Regions from separate parts of the Xenopus tropicalis genome. Here region 2 is linked to region 1. The links are chromatin contacts, called in public Hi-C maps. All regions are on one chromosome and are shown on one strand. The core of a region is the stretch at or near the end of the contact, and the rest is flanking DNA. Distances in the headings are between cores, read along the strand shown.

Region 1 (5,850 bases), core at 1,866-4,365:
GGTGGCGATGTTGTTACAACATTCATTATATTGGCATTATATTGGCATAAACAGCTCTGAAACTGAAAAAATAAATAATGAATGTAAATTGCAAAAGTGCTTAGAAAGTACCCTGGGCAATTTTACATTCATTTTTTTAAAGGTTTACTTATCCTTTAAAGCACTGATTTCAATCTACAACTTTCCATTTTTCTTCTGTGGTTTAAAACAACTTAACTCATTATTTTTTTCAAAATATTATCCCATTTGTCTTTAAATGTAGCATCTCTGCTAATAAAATTGCTACCTTTGCCAACTTCAACCCATGTGGCACAAGCTCCAACTCATTTTTCCAATGTGACGGCATCCCACCACAATTCTTGGGACATCAGTATATATATATATACATCCTCTTGGGTATTGGAGAGAAACCAAGGACTGCCCTGGGATTTAGAAACAGAGGGCCATTGGCATAGTTGCCTTACAACAGACCCCAGGGCCACGGGGTAGAAGGGAACCCAAATGTGGTAAGGACTCCACTTCCTACTTCAAGCCTCCATTCTACCTATGCTTGTCCTGTTGCATCTCAGTGCAGTTCCACCAGTGAGTGCATGTGTGCAGGGGAAAGTGTTGGGGTTCAGGAGTCATGTCACACCATTGCAGCTGGCAGTTGATGGTGCCCCACCCATGGAAAGAGCTAACTGTACCTCGGCAGGACCACGCGTGGCCGACAGAACACTTTCTCGGCACCCTGCAATACACACATAATGTAATAATCAGGCAGGCCGAATGTGTTCTTGGAGCCCAGTATGGCAGTGATAGAATCCAATCAACGTGGAACAGTGTCACAAATGTACTTAAAAGATCAATGCTAGCCTAGAAGTAGTGTCATGGACTCTCTGTACAGTTTATGTGGGGCCTAGGGGGATATTCCGCTTGCACTTTGGGTGTATCCATACCAGGCCACATCTGGTTGCCCACCCTGCCGCTCCCATTAGGCCATGCACCCTGGTGGCTTATAATAAAACTATTATCAGACCCATGTGAGGACTTCAGGAGGAGATTTCAGAAATAATGGAAATCACAAAGGCAGAACCAGCAGCCATTATCATTTTATAGACACTAGGGGAGCAACACCATTAGCAGCCATCTTTTTATCATTTCCGTTATCTATAAATGTAAAGGGATCATTTAAGAATGTTTCCCTTTAATATCATTAGTAGAAGTGGGGAAACTTATTTACCTTTATCCTTCTGGAAAGGTTATGGTCACTTACCTGGGGGGAGGACATTTCCTGGTACTCAAGCTCCTGTGTCTACTTCCTTTCTGCAGCGTTGCCCTATTGTTTCACTATACAGATTCTAAATACAGACTTTGGATAGGAGCAATCATCTTAAAAGACCAGAGACAGTTACCCAGAATTTATAAGACTGTACTGCTGCCTGGAGAGACCAGTGCCTGATTTGGGTAGCAGAATGAGAATTATAAAGCTTGGCTAAGTCAAAAACAGAAATAGAAAAAAAATCATTTAAAAGACCCCAGATGCAAGTGCAAGAACACTAGGGGGCGCACTAGTGTCCGGCTAATTAACTCTGGTACAAGGAGCTAAGCCTGTCCATACTGGCTGCCATAGGGGGTTCCCTAACTTGCACTTTTGAATCATGTGCATATTAGGGCATAGGGGATGAGGGGTACATCTAGATGCCTCCCCCAGGCCCACCCCTCATGAATAAGCAGATCTTCTTGCTCCATTTTGGAGACCTGCATACATTTCTTTATAGGGGGCAAAGGACAGAAAACCTGGTGGACTGTGCCCATTCTGTGCCCTTTGCACCCTGCCCTGCACTTAATAAATGACCCCTACTAGAAGGTGCAAATAAGTAGTTCACATAAGTAGGCATAGGGCTCAGGTGCACTGCCCTGGACTGTCAGCTAGGGGGCAAAGGACTGGCAACGAAACTGACGTCAATCTACTTTTATGTGCCCTGTTTTGGGGCTTCCAGATGTGAATGTTGGACCTTTTCTTGCAAAGAAGCAGGGAGTTGCAGTTCCATCCATCTGATTGTGAATCCAGCCCTGGCCACCATCCACAGTCTATAACCGCAATGAAATCTTCTGTTCTGCTCCGGAAGGAGATGGAAATGGGCATCTGAGGCTTCTGATCTCTTTCCTGAGCAGAGCAACATTAGAACCCTTCTCTGTTTTCCTCCTGAAGGTATATCTCTCTGTCTGTACAGTTACCGGAACTGACCAGCAGGTGGTGCTGTTACACAGTTCATTATATTGGTTGTTAATAAAAACTTAAATAGCTCTGAAACTGAAAAAAATAATGAATGTAAATTGAAAAAGAGCATTAAAAAGCACCCTGAGCAATTTTACAATAAACTTTTTGTTACAGGTTTACTTATCCTATATGATATGACCAGATCAACGATTTTATTCGATTATCTAAATTAGAATAAACGAATAATGTACTATCTGTGTGTCCTTTGTTAATGTTTATTACATACGGTTGCTCCATGGCTTCAGTATAGGCATGCATCTACCTGGCATACAGTAAGTGCCCACAATCCAACCCCAACGATGGGCAGGCTGTATCTGTCAGCTGAGACCCACTGCAGCCTGCCTTCAGCAGAACAAGTGGTTTAACCCTGTAAGTGCCAGTAAGCCTAAAGGAAAAGTGATACTTGGAGAGCAGATAAGAATAAGTTTCTCAAGGCAACTTCGGCGACTTCGGCAAATCGCTATCCCACGGGCGACTTACATTCTAGCCGGTGGGATGGCATTGCGGGAAGATTTGTCGCCCGCGACAACAAAGATTTGTCGCGGGTCGACTAATCTCTCCGTGTGTCACTGCCCTTAAGGTGAATAAAGTAAATTTTATTTTCCGTAAGAGTTCTTTCCCCCCCGATCCCTCCCATTTCCCGGAGCTGCGGGTCCATATCTGATTCCCTATTTTTTTTAACGCTGCTGATTCCCAAATGTCATGTGCGGCGCTTGCGTCCCTGCTGTAGGAAGGTTTGACATATTGAGCATGCTGGCTCTCGCTACATCTGTTTCGATCTTTTTTTAGACCCCTCTTTCTCCCTCCCCTCCTTTCCTTTCTCCCCTTCCCTCTCCCACACCCTGCACTTCTCCCATCCAGCCAGGAACATATGTACAGAGCTGTGCGGAGAGGCCAGGAGAGAGCTGCCATACGCAGTTGTTGAGTAGGAAGCAGGTGCCAATGTCTATTGATTTATCTCCCCTGTGGTATCTGCAGAGCCCCTCTGAGAAAAACTGCACCCACCCTCTAAAAAAAGGTGGTGTCAGTGCAGAGCTCAGGGCACACAGCCTGGGTGCAGCCGGAGGGACTGCTTTGTATCCCATTCTGCTCAAAGTCTGAATGGTTTTGGAACTGCTTGAGTGGGACAGGATGAGATAGAGCATAGGGCCTGTCTCCGCCTGGGACATGCACCCTCAGCAGAGGGCAATATGGACAAGTGAGGAACGCTCTCGCCCTACTGAAGCCAAGGTAAGTCTCAAGTTCTTTGCAGAGCCCGGAAACAAGAAAACAATATTCTGGTTTAAAACACTGTAATTCCCTGATCTGCCCCCCAAAAATTGCATCTATATTTTTGATTTGGGAAAGGTCTGAAGCATAAAGCATAACTAACGGCAACCTAATTGATAAAGGTGATAAAAGTCAATACAGGTACCTGTTATTCAGAATGCTCAGGAGCTGGGGGTTTCCTGGATAAGGGGTCTTTCTGTAATTTGGATCACTATGCCTTAACTCTGTTAAATAATCATTTAAATATTAATTAAACTTGATAGTATTGTTCTGCCCCCCATAAAGATGAATTATTTCTTAGTTGGGATCAAGTACAGGTACTGTTTTATTATTACAGAGAAAAGGGAATCATTTAACCATGAAATAAACCCAATAGGGCTGTTCTGCCCCCAATAAGGGGTAATTATATCTTAGTTGGGATCAAGTACAGGTACTGTTTTATTATTACAGAGAAAAGGGAATCATTTAAACATGAAATAAACCCAATAGGGCTGTTCTGCCCCCAATAAGGGGTAATTATATCTTAGTTGGGATCAAGTACAGGTACTGTTTTATTATTACAGAGAAAAGGGAATCATTTAATCATTAAATAAACCCAATAGGACTGTTTTGCCCCAATAAGGGGTAATTATATCTTAGTTGGGATCAAGTACAGGTACTGTTTTATTATTACAGAGAAAAGGGAATCATTTAACCATGAAATAAACCCAATAGGGCTGTTCTGCCCCCAATAAGGGGTAATTATATCTTAGTTGGGATCAAGTACAGGTACTGTTTTATTATTACAGAGAAAAGGGAATCATTTAATCATTAAATAAACCCAATAGGGCTGTTCTGCCCCCAATAAGGGGTAATTATATCTTAGTTGGGATCAAGTACAGGTACTGTTTTATTATTACAGAGAAAAGGGAATCATTTAACCATTAAATAAACCCAATAGGGCTGTTCTGCCCCCAATAAGGGGTAATTATATCTTAGTTGGGATCAAGTACAGGTACTGTTTTATTATTACAGAGAAAAGGGAATCATTTAATCATTAAATAAACCCAATAGGGCTGTTCTGCCCCCAATAAGGGGTAATTATATCTTAGTTGGGATCAAGTACAGGTACTGTTTTATTATTACAGAGAAAAGGGAATCATTTAACCATTAAATAAACCCAATAGGGCTGTTCTGCCCCCAATAAGGGGTAATTATATCTTAGTTGGGATCAAGTACAGGTACTGTTTTATTATTACAGAGAAAAGGGAATCATTTAAACATGAAATAAACCCAATAGGACTGTTTTTCCCCAATAAGGGGTAATTATATCTTAGTTGGGATCAAGTACAGCAACTGTTTTATTATTGCAGAGAAAAGGGAATTATTTATAAAAATGTGAATTATTTGCTTAAATTGAGTCTATTGGAGATGACCTCCATGTAATTCGGAAACTTCTGGATAACAGGTTTACGGATAACAGATCCCAGACCTGTAATGGAAAAAATACTTTGTCATCTAGGAAAAGTAGTGAAAATTGCAAAAGTATTTTATGATGCAGCCAACGGCAGAAAGAATTTTGTTGCAAAATTTTCCGTTTTAGTTCATAGCAACGTATATATAATATGTATTTTCAGTATCAAAAAGCCATTTACGAGCATTTCTTACAGTGGCTATGAGCTATCAAAATTTGCAGCGGGGAAGTCTAAGCCATTGTACAATGCAATCATTTTGTTCTTAATTTTGCAACGGATTTTGATTAAAATCCCGCTGTATGTATGAAAATCCTACTGCTGCACAGCGGGGATTATAACTGGTACTCGCAGCGCCTCGTGTCATTGCTCATTACTTTGGAAACTCCAAATGTGATTTTACCAACCAATTAGAGATTTCATTTAAGATCTGGGTTTTTTGCAAGATTTCAATTCGGCCAAATTCTTATTATTCAGCCAAACCAAACGTGAAGCCTTAATGTCATGTGACTTTGTAATGGGCAACTAACAGGTCTTGGGTTTTTTACCGACTATAGTTTCAAATTCACCTGTTGAAGATGAAGTCAAATTTGACTCTGCATATTTAATTTTAAATTGGTTTGGCAATTGGACAAACGTATTGTGGAAGAGTCATAATGCATACTGAATTCCTGCATTCCAGCAGTGGGGCTTATTTACAAACACAGGGGAAGATTGCCGCAGCCCAGTTGCTTATATCGACATATCAGATATTTACCCTTATTACACTACCCATAGTACCCTGAATAAATCTGATTGCTGATTGGTTTCTATGGGTTACTGTACTGGGGTATATTTCTCCCGTATTAGTAAATGAAAAAATACAAT
Region 2 (5,730 bases), core at 2,339-4,838, 220 kb before region 1:
TGTTAATAAGAGAATCATTTTAAAGAACATAAATCACAGAGTGCTAGGGGTGAAAATAAAGATATTAGGAAATCATGAAACCAAATCCATTTAAATGCCCCTGTGATATCCGATAGCAGAATAAAGCTGGCCTTACCAGTGCTTACTGCCCTGAATGATGAACCATTCAATTTTTTTATTTATTTATGCCCAGCCACCTTCATAGGCTTTTGCTCCTAAAAGAATTGTGCCAGGGATTTATAAGTGTTTGCCAACTTTTAAACATACAAAAGTCTAATGAAGCAAACATTTTCTCAATTATTTACCTAATGGCCTTCAATGGTGCCTGATCGACGAGTCGACCGATATCCACAGCCTCCTCAAGCAGCGATACACGCACCGAATATCGTACAAAATGAGGTTTCGTACAATATCATCTGTGGGTGTATGGCCAGCTTACAGATTCATAAATCACAATTAAGGGATACTGGAACATTCCCGATTGATGTCTCATACTGGGCAGAGGCCAGTGCGAGGAAAAGTGATGTGTGGGTTGGCAAAAAGCTGACACCCACCTGACCGTAACCCACTCACCTCCTGACCCAGCAAGCTGGAATTATTTATTAGGGATGCAGCGAATCTCGGGATTCTGCCTTTTTCAGTAGGATTCAAATTTGGCCGAATCCACGCTCCTGGCCAAACCAAATCCGAAAATCACGTGACTTTTTGTCACATCCTTCTTTCACGAAGGATTCGGGGCTTGGCAAAATCCAAGAATAGTGGATTCCGCGCATCCCTATTATTTATATATCTGTGCCTGACCCGTCCATCTGTAAAGTCAGAAAAGGGGGGAAAGCAGATGTAAGTATATAAATAAGCTAATGGCAGGCAGCCACTGGAGGAATCGGTTGGGTTGTGGACGGAGCCCGCACACGCCGCTAAAATTGCATGCCCACAGGTTTCAGGCTGGCCTGCACATCACCAAACTGGATGTTGCTTTTCTTCTCCATTTATACATTGCCCCAGGAGGCATTCAGAGCACTGCAAAAGGAACTGTAACAATGCCAATACTAGAATGTGAGACTGGCATACAGGGAGGAAGCAGTATATGAAATAAACACAGCACTATTTATCAGCACATAATGATTTAATTCCTACATTTGACAGGGACATCACCGTAACCCATTATTGACTACCACATAAACGTACAGAAGCGCTCTGCACCCATTTTGTACGCAGCCCACAGCTGGTCACAAACAGGTTTATCTAACAATTTTCACAGTTCTTTACAGAAATAGTAAAATGTAGTTATCAGATGTTTTGCTTTATCTCACATATAAGTTCCCATTATTAGAGGGGTCACATCTACACTTGAGTGCCAAGTTTCCTGCCCATCTCAGGGTCATGCTTCGAGCCCCCCATGCAGGCTGGGCTTTTGCTGATGGCAGGGTTTTCCTCCCATTGTTGAGGGGTTTTGGCTTGGATGGACAAGGCATGAACAGGACCAGCTAACTCGTCCTTCAGCAGTTCATTCACCAGTCTATGCCTCTGGATCAGAGACTTGCCGAGGAAGCTCTCCGACACCACCACCACCTTAAAGTGCGTTTCCGAGCCCTTGGGCACCGCATGCATATAGCTCTCATTCAGCACCTCCAAGTGGCTGGGCTTCAGGGTCTCAGTCAGTTTGGATCGGATAGCGTTCTCCACTGGCCTCTCCATGTAAAGCTGTGATCTAGAATACGGCAATGTGACCAGTGTCCAAGGTATCCTGCATTTAGTTCGGAGCAGGCTCAACGGTAGCATCAGCATGGGAAGGAGCTACAGGCCAAAGAGAAATCCCAAGTTACTTATATGTGAACATAGTAGGAAACATCTATATTTTTGTGTGTGCTTACCCAGAAAGCATTTGGATTCCATTTCAGCAGTGATCCCCAACCAGTGGCTCTGGGGCAACATGTTGCTCCCCAACCCCTTGGATGTTGCTCTCAGTGCCCCCAAACCAGGGAGTTATTTTTGAATTCCTGACTTGGGGGCAAGTTTTGGTTGAATAAAAAAAAAAGATTTCCTACCAAATAAAGCCCCCCTGTAAGCTGATAGTGTGCATAGAGGCCCCTAATAGCCAATCTTAGCCCTTATTTGGCACCTCCATGAACTTTTATGGTGCTTGTGTTGCTCTCCAAGTCTTTTTACATTCGACTGTGGCTCACGAGTAAGAAAGGTTGGGGATCCCCTGCATTTCAGGCTTAAAAACATTGTGAGCAAAGGCACATGGTGTAACTGTGAGCTTATTATTGCTTTTGGCCAATATTGCCCCTCATGGAAATCACCTCAGAGTGATCGTGGGGCCTGTAGGCAACTGAGGCTTCGACTGCCACAATTCTAATTACAAGTGTTTGTATGGGCATCATGTGCCAATGCCCTTGGACTACTTGTGAGGCTCTATCTGTGGAGGCCAACAAAATATTTTCGTGACTTAAGGCCCCCATACACGGGCCGACTATAGCTGCCGATATTGGTCCCTTGGACCGATTCGGCAGCTAATCGGCCCGTGTATGGGCAGAACAGAGCGACCTGGCCGACCGATATCTGGCCTGAAATTGGGCAGATCTCGATCGGCCAGGTTAGAAAATCCAGTTGGATCGGGGACCGCATCGGCTCGTTGATGCGGTCCCCGAACCGACTGCCCCATAACCTTAAATGTAATCCGATCGTTTGGCCCCAGGGATTATTTTTTTTTTAAGTCCCTTGCTACCCGATATCGCCCACCCATAGGTGGGGATATCGGGTGAAGATCCGCTCGCTTAGCGACATCGCCAAGCGAGCGGATCTTATAGTGTATGGGGACCTTTAATGCAGTTAGTGTTGCCACCAAGTTGGTAATACGGCAATGTAATTGCCAGTAAATTTGTAATCCATGTCCTTCCCACCCCTAATCAGCCCATACCTGCCCCGATCCACCCACACCCTGCCTTAGAGTTACCACCTGGCCAGTACTTTACAGGCCTGGCCGGAAAAAATTATTCTTCATGTCAATGTTATTAATAGGGAAAAACATAATAATATAGGAAGGCCGGTATTTTTTTCAAGAAATGTGGCAACCCTACCCTGCCCCCAATGTGCCCATTCCCACCCCTATGAAGTCACTGGCTTCCCTGGACCGCAGCCTGGTCAGACTTGGGGGAAAAAAGGTGGCAACCCTAAATGCAGCCCATAACTATCCAGGAACAGAGGAAGAAGAAACAAAATATGATCCCTGCACTGTCACAAGTCTGTAACCTAATAAAAAAACAATATCTTGATAATAAAACTACCCTGACACTGTGCCCCTGGACAGCTACCCTTAGCAACCAATCAGTGATTCCATTTGCTCAGCCAGCTGGCAATACAATGAAAGCAAAAATGTGATTGGTTGCTATGGGTTACTTCCTAGCGGTATGATAACAGAATAGAGTATAGAGTCTAGGCATTAGCCAATAATAACAGTAATATTATGGTACCTGAGGCGTCCTGGTATGGTTCGGCCCGGGAATCCTATGGTCAACAGCCAATCTTAGGTCAGAGCGTATTTCCGCGTTCTGTCAGAGGACGCGTCCTGTCTCGTAGGGAATTGTAGTTCCTCCGTGCTGTAACTCCAACTTCCTTCTTCACCTTAATGCGGCTAATAAACTACAATTCCCAGAATCCCACTGTATTGAAACCCTTTGAGGAAATCCCGCGGCCGTGTTTGCTTCTGTCACAGGAGCGGGGCTTAGCTTGAACTTTGTTTTTACCCGGCCCCTGCCATCGTAACACAACTGTTGTATTTTAACAGAGGTATTTGCAAAACAGAAATCCCGTTTCATGGGGCCTTTACCTGGTTTAATTTTACTGAACGCTATAGAAGTAAAGCGCTTTAATATACATTCTGGCCAGTAGGGGGCAGCATTGCTTTTTTTTAACTGTGATACGGCATTTATTGCCCTAATAAGCTAATTGTCTGGTTACCTTTTACTCTTCTGCGGTTAATTAGCTTCGCATTTATAGTTGCTTAATTGCTGTAATAGTTTAATGTTATTATATCTTGCTTTGCTTTAGGCTTTGCCTGGCTAAAGGAATTATAAAATAAAAATCAATATAGATAAATATGGTAAAAAAAAAAAAAGGACTATTATAGAATAGGGGTCTGCAGGCTCCATACCTTAGTGAACTGCAACTCCCAGAACCCAACAGGAGACTGTTATTATTATTATTAACATTTATTTATAAAGCGCCAACATGTTCCGCAGCGCTGTACAAATCTGGACTGACACTTTTGGACTGAACCATTCTCAGCTCAGGGGCAAAATAATGAATAGCCAAACTGTTTTTAGGGTCAAGTATTATGATTTTGGGGCTTTGTGGTTTCCTAAAAAGGTTTCGTTCGTGTCAACATTGGTTTTTAAAGAAGGAGACAAATGGATTGGGGACAATTACGCTGAAATCTGCCTGGACCCACATTAGGAATATAATATTACCAATAATATTTCCTATGGCCTAACCTGCCATTAGCCATTATGGTATATGGGGTTTGAGTTGCTTATTAACACTAGGAATTACACATTTTGACTATAAATATACTTATTATAACTCATCTTAACAGAGAAAACCTAAGTTTTTTTTTTATATCAAGTGATGTGAGCAAAATATCTCTACCTTCGATGAAGGCCAGCCAATTGGGCAGTGTTACTGCTGCCTTCTTGCCCTGCTGTCGCCATCTTGTCCTGCCGTCGCCATCTTGCCCTGCAGCTGCCATCTTGTTCTACTGCTGCCATCTTGCCCTGCCGCTGCCATCTTGTCCTGCTGTCACCATCTTGCCCTGCCACTGCCATCTTGCCCTGCTTCTGCCATCTTGCCCTGTCGCTGCCATCTTGCCCTGCTGCGGCCATCTTGTCCTGCTGCTGCCATCTTGCCCTCCCGTCGCCATCTTGTCCTGCCGTCGCCATCTTGTCCTGTCATCGCCATCTTGTCCTGCTGCTGCCATCTTGCCCTGCCGTTGCCATCTTGCCCTGCCATCGCCATCTTGTCCTGCTGCTGCCATCTTGCCCTGCCGTCGCCATCTTGTCCTGCTACTGCCATCATGCCCTGCTGTCGCCATCTTGTCCTGTTGCTGCCATATTGTCCTACTATATCTTCTATCCCTGCTTATTCTTATCTACGGCTGCTGCCTGGGCAGCCCCACTACCTGTCATGCCCTAATGCCCCTTTTTGGAGAACCTAATGATATCTGGGGCTCAGATTACAGCAGTTACCCACATAACTGCACTGGGGCTGTACTTTATGGCACCGAGTGATACACTTTACTCTTCAGTTGTATGTATCCTGGCCCCTGTTTCTCCAGCCAATTTTATATATATATATCTCGGGGAAGGGAAATTAAAACATTACATATTTTTATTTTCTGTTTTCTTTACTTATTTTCTGCCTTAATAAATGGGGTACCCCCCTCTTCCCCCCCACAGCCCTTTGTTTGTATTCTCTGTGACTTGCCTGTGTTTGCCCTTCTTTATCTCAGTCTTAACTATTATCCCTGTTAAAGCTGTCATTAATAATCTTAATTGTCCCATGAAGTCCAGGGCAGCTTTCCTATAAATGCCCCTTTATATAATCAATATAGCAATTAACATCCCCTAGTCTGGGAGTAAGTGTCAAATATCTTTTTTTTGGTATTTTGAAATATTTGAACAAAATAAAATTCTGGATTATTTTTTTTACGTAAGTGCCTGCAGTGGTTTC

Evidence for each region. Hi-C and Micro-C count contacts between places; a contact is called where the count stands out from the background.
Region 2: a Hi-C map of neurula embryo shows a contact between it and region 1, with 4 times the contacts expected there. The contact joins the promoter of bola1 here to the promoter of hjv in region 1. A contact is called at or near these places in 4 of 5 Hi-C or Micro-C datasets (brain, gastrula embryo, neurula embryo and 1 more).

The regions. Positions count from the first base shown.
Region 1 is chr8:128,575,231-128,581,080 of UCB_Xtro_10.0, reverse strand. It overlaps hjv (hemojuvelin), which reads left to right and starts at 3,115. Exons shown (of 4, transcript XM_002938475.3): 1 at 3,115-3,493.
Region 2 is chr8:128,791,097-128,796,826 of UCB_Xtro_10.0, reverse strand. It overlaps bola1 (bolA-like protein 1), which reads right to left and starts at 3,588. Exons shown (of 2, transcript XM_012969620.3): 1 at 3,477-3,588; 2 at 1,108-1,797. The coding sequence starts at 1,788. The coding sequence ends at 1,345. LOC116407059 (a long non-coding RNA gene) reads left to right here and starts at 3,699. Exons shown (of 3, transcript XR_004220032.1): 1 at 3,699-3,792.